Linked DNA regions of Mus musculus: regions 1 and 3 are each linked to region 2. A link is a contact called in public Micro-C and capture Hi-C data. All regions are on one chromosome and are shown on one strand. Each heading gives the region's core, a stretch centred on a gene start, on an enhancer-like site or on the middle of the called end of the contact. The rest is flanking DNA. Distances are from core to core; before and after follow the strand shown.

Region 1 (2,700 bases), core at 93-2,592, 130 kb after region 2:
CTTCTTCTTTGATTGATTGATTGATTGATTGATTTAATGTGACCACACTGTCACTCTCTTCAGACACACCAGAAGAGGGCATCAGATCCTATTACAGATGGTTGTGAGCCACCATGTGGTTGCTGGGATTTGAACTCACGTCCTCTGGAAGAGCAGTAAGCTCCCTTAACCACTGAGCCATCTCTTCAGCCCTGGCTTTTTTTTTTTTTTTTTTTTTAAAGAGGCTAGGACTGACTAGGGGCTGGTGAGATGGCTCAGTGGTTAAGAGCACCAACTGCTCTTCCAGAGGTCCTGAGTTCAAATCCCAGCAACCACATGGTGGCTCACAACCATCCATAATGAGATCTGACGCCCTCTTCTGGTGTGTCTGAAGTTAGCTACAGTGTACTTATGTATAATAATAAATAAATCTTAGGGCTAGAGCAAGCAGGGACTGAGCGAGTAGAGTTGACCAGAGCAAGTGGGGCCAACCGCAGAGAGCAGGGTTGAATGGAGCAAGCAGAGGTCCTAAAATGCAATTCCCAACAGCCACAGGAAGGCTCACAACAATCCGTACAGCTGCAGTGTACTCACATACATAAAATAAAATAAATAAATCTTTAAAAAAAAAAGAGGACTAAAGGTACAGTCCTGTAAGTGTCTATGTGGTGGACCGTTAATGAGCCAGAGGTAAGGCGCAGAAAGCGCCTTCATGCATGAGGTGTTTGAAGCTCGAGCTGGGGATTCTGTGGTAGAGACATAGCTCTGCCTACATCTTGTTGCTAAGGAGATTCTTGGGTTACTCATGCCCACAGGCAAAGCTCCTACCCACCTCTCCCTTTCTGGATGTTCCCTGGTAGATGTGGACCTCAGCTACATAAATCCACTTAGCCCCTGATCAGCCTGGTGTCTCGGCACCCCCAGATTATACCTGGGTAGGGCTGCCATTACGTAGTAGGTTGCTGTGCTGCATGCAGCTCCACAGGGCCCAGTGAAGAGAGGCAGTGCAGCTTTAGGAGACCCGAGTCCAGAGAAGGCCTTTCTCAGACCATCCCTCTAGTTAGAGGTAAGGACAAGAAATGAAGCCACCTTGGGATAGGTACCACCTTAGTCCCCCGAAAGCCGCCTCTGCACAAAGCTAAGAGCTCCTGGGGTCTGGCATCACTGCCAGGGACTCTCCGGTTCCCCAAAACGTCGATGGAGCAATGTTTACAATGAGCCATACAGGTTGGCGGCCCGGGCACATTCCCACTGCCTTCTAAGCAAATGTGGGGGCCACTGAGCAGGGGCTCTGAGAAGCCCGGAGGCTCCTTTCTGCTGGCTTTGGAAACATCTAAGTGTACCCCAGCCAGGCACTAACCAGGACCTGCTGTGAGCTGACGTCAAGACAGAGGCCCCTGGGAGGCCCGGCTTTGATGTTTCCCAGGCCATGTCATAGGGGTGCGGAATGGCGGGGGCTCTGAGTGGCAGTCTGGGAATGCTGCGGCTCTGGTCACAGCTCTAGAGAAGCATAGTCCTGATCCCAGGAGGGGATGTGGAAAGCTGGGGGTTGGGGCTGAGCCGTGTCCCTCAGAGTTACATAGGCTCTTCTCAGGTTTCTGCAGCAGGTGGTCTGGGGCTCCTGTACCCTCAGGGCCTATCCCGTTGTCCCACCCACCATCTGGTTGTTCTCTGCTCGTCTGTCTAGGCTTTAGCACATCCCAGAGCTTTGGCGTGAGGAGAGTTGTCTAATATTCTGAGGGTTTGAATCCTTGCGCAGGAAGAGAGTTCCTGGGCTTAACAGTAGTTGCCTCTTACCAAAGGTGAATTCCGGTCAAGGCCTTTCACACACACAGAGCTGCATTGTGGCTCACAAGATCTTCCTGTGGGAAGAACACGGAGCATGACAGGATCAGACTTGGCTCTGTCTGAAGCTGAACACACTCTAATACATCCTTAAAAATAAAATAAGCCAGCCGGGCGGTGGTGGCACACGCCTTTAATCCCAGCACTTGGGAGGCAGAGGCAGGCGGATTTCTGAGGTCGAGGCCAGCCTGCTCTACAAAGTGAGTTCCAGGACAGCCAGAGCTATACAGAGAAACCCTGTCTTGAAAAACCAAAAAAAAAAAAAAAAAAAAAAAAGCCTTTAAGGGAATAAAAAAACCCACACATGCAATCACGTTGCCCACCCCCACCCCCCAACATTTTTTTTCATCCGTTTAACCAGTGAGATGGTTAAACCTCTGGCCCTTACCATCACACTTGGTGAATAAGCCAAGTTCAATTCCTAGAACCCATATGGTGGAAGGGGAGAACCAACTCTTAACAAATTATCCTCAGATAGGCAATCTGCCTACAGAAGACCTGAGTTCAATCCCCAGAGCCCACATGGAGTGGTATCTGAGGTTGACCTCTGACCTCTCCATACGTGTGCACACATGGATGCATACGTACACACTTGTTTTGTTTTGTTTTTTAAGACTCATGTGTTTTAAGCAAGTTTACAATCTTGGGTTCGACTGTATTCATCCTATTCTGAGCAGCAAGTTGGACACCCTGACTGTCATAGGTGATGTCTCTGCTCTTTGGTGAACATCCTGGAGTTATGGGTTGAGGGTCCCAAGATTTGCAGAGGACCGTGGAGTAGAGCTGATTCTGCCAGCCACAGGTGGAAGTGGGCAAACGCGCCTGATGCCAAAGCCACCCTAGACATGAATTTTTCTTCAGGTCACCCAGTGTTCT
Region 2 (2,708 bases), core at 162-2,661:
TGGTCAGAACCATTTGAGATTGGCGCTGTGCTAACAAAAGTTAAAAAATATGGGCTGGAGAGATAGGTCAGCCATTAAAAGCCCTATCTGCAGCTAGGGTCGTAGCGCACGCTTTTAGCCCTAGCCCTTGGGAGGCAGAGGCAGTCGGATCTCTGAGTTCGAGGCCAGCCTGGTTTACAGAGTGAATTCTAGGACAGCCAGAGAAACCCTTTCTCACAAAAACCAAACCAAACCAAACAAACCACTTGGTCCTCTGTGGGGTTCAGTGTCCTCAGCACCACCGAGTGGCTCCCCACTGTCTACAACTGCAGGTTCAGGGTATCTGAAGCTCTCGATTCTGGGCTCCACGGGCGTCAGACACATACTGACATCTATGAAGTCAAAACAGCCATACCTACTATAAGAAGGTTAAGTCACACAACTGTGGGCCTCCTTCCATCTCCAGGGTTCACCCTGCATTGGGAAGGCGAAGGGAGGGCGGGCGGGCGGGCGGGCGGGATGCTCCCTGTCTTCTCTCTTCTTTCCACGTAACGAGTGTTCACAGAGTTGGAAGTGTGTGGGCAGGCAGGGCAGGCGGGGCAGGCTTCTCGTCGCTCACACGCATCTTCCAGAGCCGACTTTAGCCCGGCTGGGATCTTGTCCTTGGTGGGGTAAAAAGGGTGAGCGGGTAACACGAAACGGACCCTCAGGTTATACAGTGACGCTAGCCCGAGCGGGCGCCATGAGCACCTTCCCTGCCGACCCCCAACTTTCCTCTCTGAAGGTGCTCCCATGGAAAGCAGATGGAAGGCTTGCTATGTCTCCCACATTGTTCACTAATTCATTGAGCACTAATAATCCTCCTGTCTCACCTTACTACACCCAGCCTTTAAGAGATTGCAGAGTATAAAGCCCATGGATTGGAAGGCCCAGGCTACCTTAGGAGGCTCCTGGCTGGTATGGGGGAGGGGAAGAGAGACACGCCTATCTCCAGGTGTACTCTTGTACTTGGATGGGCATCTTTCTCAAAGACTGTTCATAATGTCCCGACACAGTGGCTCTCTTTAGCGGAGTGTTCCCTCCACTAAATGATAAGCAGTGTTGTGTAGACACTGTGCTGGGCTGGGCATGTAATAATTCTGTTTTGGGTGGATTTCAGGCTTCTTCCCCTTCCTCCTTGGGTAGGGGTGGAGTGATCTCTCATTGCTTTACTTTGTGAGTTCCTCCCGGCCACCCTGGCGAGTCCTATCTGACCTGTCTTACTAAGCCAGGTCCAGGATTGCTGTGCTGAGCCATCCTCAAGGCAGAGGCAGCAAGCCTGGCTCTGGGCCCAGGGCCCAGCAGGGGCGTGTCCCTGCTCTCACCTGCCATTGGCCAGGTGGGACTGCCTTGCCAGAGGATTATAAGTGCGGATCGCGTGGCCTGAGAGCCAGGCGCCGGTCAGGATGGTGGACAGCGTGTACCGTACCCGCTCCCTGGGGGTGGCGGCCGAAGGGCTCCCGGACCAGTATGCAGATGGGGAGGCCGCACGTGTGTGGCAGCTGTACATCGGGGACACCCGCAGCCGTACCGCAGAGTACAAGGCGTGGTTGCTTGGGCTGTTGCGCCAGCACGGGTGCCACAGGGTGCTGGACGTAGCCTGTGGCACAGGGTGAGTCCAAACGGGCCGGCCTGCTTAGGCCAGTCTGGGCAGCCTCTGCGGGCTGGAGCCTGGCAGGCAGTACTAGGGGGTCAAGAGCCCTTGCTCATCAGGGTAGTATGGGCATGGGAGAGCATCTGCCGAAACAGTGCGGGAAGGGGCCAGGGTGTGCGCAGAGAAGGATTCATGGGACAGAGCAAAATCCGAGCTTTGGGTCAAGGTGGATCCTTGGCTCCGGCGCTGTTCCTCCTGCGATTGGCCTCTGGCAGTGTGAACAGAACATTTGTAGCACGTTTGCACAGCCAAGTGCTGTGCCAGGAGTTTGGGTACGTGTGTTGCAAGCTGTAACAAAACCCCACGAGGTGAGCAGCGCTTTTCTCCAACCAGTAGTACTAAAGAAAAAGTCATTTCCAAGAGGTAAAAGGCCCCCATTTGGTGGAGAGGATACAGACCAGGATAGTGTCTGGCCCACACTCCCGACTCAGCCCAGAACTCACGGACACCTCTGACTGAGATATTTCCAGGAGCACCAGTATGCCAGGTTCTCAAGTGCACTTTTGTAGAATGCCTGACTATGATTTAAAAACAAAAACAACAACAAAAAGCCATTGAGCCGGTGAGATGGTCCGACTACTAAGAGCCCCTTAGGCTCTGGCAGAAGACAGGCTCTCAGTGCCTAGCATCTGCATCAGGTGGCTCATAATCGCCTGGAATTCCGTTCCAGGGGGAGGTTAGCGCTCCCTTCTGGCCGTGGAGGGCACTGTACTCACATGTACTACACATACAGACATAATTAAAAATAAAAAAAAATGTGTTGATGTCAGGAGTAGTGGCACATATATTTAATCCCAGCACTCAGGGAGTCCTAAATAGGTGGCTCTCTGTGAGTTCCAGGCCCTGCAGGGCTACATTAGGAGACCCTGTTTCTAATAAGAGGCAGCTGGGGAGATGGCACATGTTCTTACAGAGGACCCAAATTTGGTGCCCAGCACCCTCTCTGGGGTCTGCAGACACAAGGTATGCACATGATGCACATATTCAGGCACGACACATGAAATTAAATTTTGAAAAAAAATTTTTTTGAAACAGA
Region 3 (2,700 bases), core at 96-2,595, 230 kb after region 2:
GTCAGAGAGCCAGGATCACAGTTTCCAGTTTGAATCAACTCTGCTGTTTAGGACGGTAAGGCTCTGCAGGTGGCAGAGCAGAACCACACTGTCTAAAACTTCTTTTGTGAGCCTGAGGATCATGGCTCATAGCACTAATCCCAGCCCCGGGAGCAGAGGCTGGGGAAATCTGTGAGTTCCAACACAGCCTGGTCTACACTGTAAGTACCATGATGGCCAGGGATATGTAGAGAGACCCTGTCTCAAAAAACAAACTAACAAGTTGTGTGTAGCAGCAGGTGCCTGTAGTTCTAGCACTTGGGCGGTGAAGGCAGGAGGATGGCGAGTTCTAAGGCCATCCTTGGCTACAAGTCTGACGTCACTGTGCGTTTATGACAGCCTGTTTCCAAAATAAAGAAAAGAAAAAGAAAAAGCAAGAAAAGTGACTAGGGGAGAAAACCCAGATTCAAAGGTTTTCTCCAGGCTATCACACTCTGTAGACTGTTTTGTCTCATTTCTTTGAGACAGGGGTTAACTCTGTAGCCCAGGTTGGCCTGGAACTCATCCTACCCTCTGCCTCCAGAGTGCTGACATTGGCGCTGAAGGTGGAGAACTATCAACAAAACACACCATGCGCTAGCCAAGCATAAGCACAAACAGGTTCTTTCCAATCCCCTGGCATTTTTTGCCTACGATTGATTCTTTGTCTTTTAAAAGATTCTCCCAGAATTGCTTTAGAGTCCACAGCTTAGGAGTTTGTTCTTGCATGGGGCAAGGGAGATCTACTTAAAAGTTTTTGGAGCAGAAATACAAGAGTTCTAGGTACAACTTTCCTACTGGAGGAGTGCTTATCCAGACCAGCTTATCAAAGCCTTGCTAGCCCAAAGCTGGGTCTGGGCTGTCACTTGCTTCCAGTGTGCTGGACAGGGACACTTGACCTGCGCATGGAACGTACACATATAATCCAGGACCTTCCATAGCCAGCCGGTCCCCTAACCATTACGAGGTCCTAGTCTGCAGATCCCCTAGCCTCCGGTCTAGCCTGCGGGTCACATGAGCTGCGGGTTCCCCAGGTTGAATGTCTACTAGCCAGTGGGTCTCCTATCCGGCAAGTCCCTAGTCAGCCGGTCCCCTTAGCCTACAGGTCCCCAGCCTGCGAGTCTCCAGCCCGCGTCGCCTCACCACGCGGCTCCAACTCAGCATCAGCCACGTGCTCAGTGAGCACCTTCCCATAGCGCCGCAGCCGGGATACGATCCGCGAATACAGAGCTTGGTCTTCCCGCCCGCCGCGGATGCTCCCGCAGAAGTACACAGAGCATGGAACCAGCTCCCCGGATGCCGCCATCGCCGCGCGCGGGCAACCGCTGCCGCCGCTACCACGTGACCTGGGAAAGCGACTCCCAGAGGTAAGGGGACCTTCTTCAAGCTCGCTCTCTTCCCGGATAGGCTCTTCCCGAGCCAACCCGCTCATTAGTTCTGACTCCTCCCCGTGACCTGCCCCTCCCCAGCTCCTAGCTATTCAAGTAGTTCTGTACGGATCTCAGTGCTCTCAAACTCTGTACGGGATCCATAGGCAACTGTGATTGGCTCTCATTAATCTTTCCAAAATTTAAAAAAGATTGTTAACTTATTTTAAAAATATTTTATTATTCATACATGTATGTAGTGTTTTAATCAAATCTAACCCAGTCTCTCTCTCCCCTCCAATCCATCTTCTATCCCCTACACCAACTTCATTTTTATTTATTATTTAAAATAATTATTATCTTTGATTATTTTATTATTTTATGTGTATAGGTGTTGTGATGGTTTGTTTATCCTTGGGCCAGGGAGTGGCACCATTTGGAGGTGTGGCCTTGTTCAAATAGGTGTGACCTGGTTGGAATAGGTGTGTCACTGTGGGTGTGGGCATAAGATCCTCACCCTAGTTGCCTGGAACTCAGTCTTCCACTAGCAGCCTTTGGATGAAGATGTAGAACTCTCAGCAATGCCTGTGCCATGCCTGCCTGGATACTGCCATGCTCTCACCTTGATGATAATGGACTGAACCTCTGAACCTGTAAGCCAGACCCAATTAAATGTTGTTTTTTATAAGACTTGCCTTGGTCATGGTGTCTGTGCACAGCAGTAAAAGCCTAACTAAGACAGGTGGTTTGCCTGAGTTTATATCTCTACATCATGTGCATGCCTGATGCCCCAAGAAGCCAAAAGAGCACAATGAGCTAACCTGAAACTGGAGTTACAGACACAGTGAGCCACCATGCAGGTGCTGACAATCCAACCTGGGTCCTCTGGAGAGTGGCCAGTGCTGTTAACCACTGAACCATCTCTACAGCTTCCCTCCCTACCCACTGAGCCCATTAGTGCTACCTATGTGTGCACCGGTGTGGAACCATCTACTGGAACAAGTACAGGCAGCCTCTCAGGGTCGTGCCTGCCTCACCAGCTGTTAGCTGTCAGCAACGCTTCAGCTATTGGCATGGGGCCCTTCTCCACACAGGGTAGGGTTTGGACCAGCCTGATCGTGCACGGGCAGTCATAGCTTCTATGAGTTATGTGTGTAACCCCACTGTCATGTCCAGAAACAATGTTTTCATGGCAGTCCCTCTGTCTTTCAACCCACTCTTCCATGGAGATGGCCCATTTACATTCAAACACTCTACAGTCTCCGAGAGACCCTATTAATCTGCAAAAAGAAGCTCTTCTGACGAGGGCTAAGGA

The links. Hi-C and Micro-C count contacts between places; a contact is called where the count stands out from the background. Capture Hi-C pulls out chosen DNA fragments and counts their contacts.
Region 1: a Micro-C map of embryonic stem cells shows a contact between it and region 2, with 2.6 times the contacts expected there. The contact joins the enhancer-like site here to the promoter of Gnmt in region 2. A contact is called at or near these places in 3 of 39 promoter capture datasets (embryonic stem cells, hippocampal neurons and macrophages), 1 of 15 datasets of contacts at CTCF or cohesin (large pre-B cells), 29 of 484 Hi-C or Micro-C datasets (B cells, CD4 T cells, ECoMG myeloid progenitors and 11 more), 8 of 115 datasets of contacts at active chromatin or transcription factors (the HPC-7 cell line, bone marrow-derived dendritic cells, embryonic fibroblasts and 1 more) and 4 of 9 other capture datasets (adipose tissue, embryonic stem cells, liver and 1 more).
Region 3: a contact with region 2 is called in a capture Hi-C map of macrophages, with 4 times the contacts expected there. The contact joins the promoter of Dnph1 here to the promoter of Gnmt in region 2. A contact is called at or near these places in 7 of 39 promoter capture datasets (the C10 cell line, embryonic stem cells, hematopoietic stem and progenitor cells and 4 more), 3 of 115 datasets of contacts at active chromatin or transcription factors (the 230-238 cell line, embryonic stem cells and pancreatic cancer cells) and 4 of 9 other capture datasets (adipose tissue, embryonic stem cells, liver and 1 more).

What each region holds. Positions count from the first base shown.
Region 1 is chr17:46,593,608-46,596,307 of GRCm38.p6, reverse strand. All of the region lies in intron 1 of Ptk7 (PTK7 protein tyrosine kinase 7), which reads left to right. Among named protein-coding and RNA genes, the nearest start is that of Ptk7, 35 kb to the left of the region's middle. Within about 2 kb of position 1,342, at least 51 of the 459 cell types and tissues checked have an H3K27ac peak or open chromatin away from gene starts, as enhancers often do. A contact at or near this core is called in ECoMG myeloid progenitors, differentiating embryonic stem cells, embryonic fibroblasts and 2 more, where this site is marked.
Region 2 is chr17:46,727,868-46,730,575 of GRCm38.p6, reverse strand. Gnmt (glycine N-methyltransferase) reads left to right here and starts at 1,411. Exons shown (of 6, transcript NM_010321.1): 1 at 1,411-1,630. The coding sequence starts at 1,425.
Region 3 is chr17:46,495,434-46,498,133 of GRCm38.p6, reverse strand. It overlaps Dnph1 (2'-deoxynucleoside 5'-phosphate N-hydrolase 1), which reads right to left and starts at 1,345. Exons shown (of 4, transcript NM_207161.3): 1 at 1,162-1,345. The coding sequence starts at 1,324.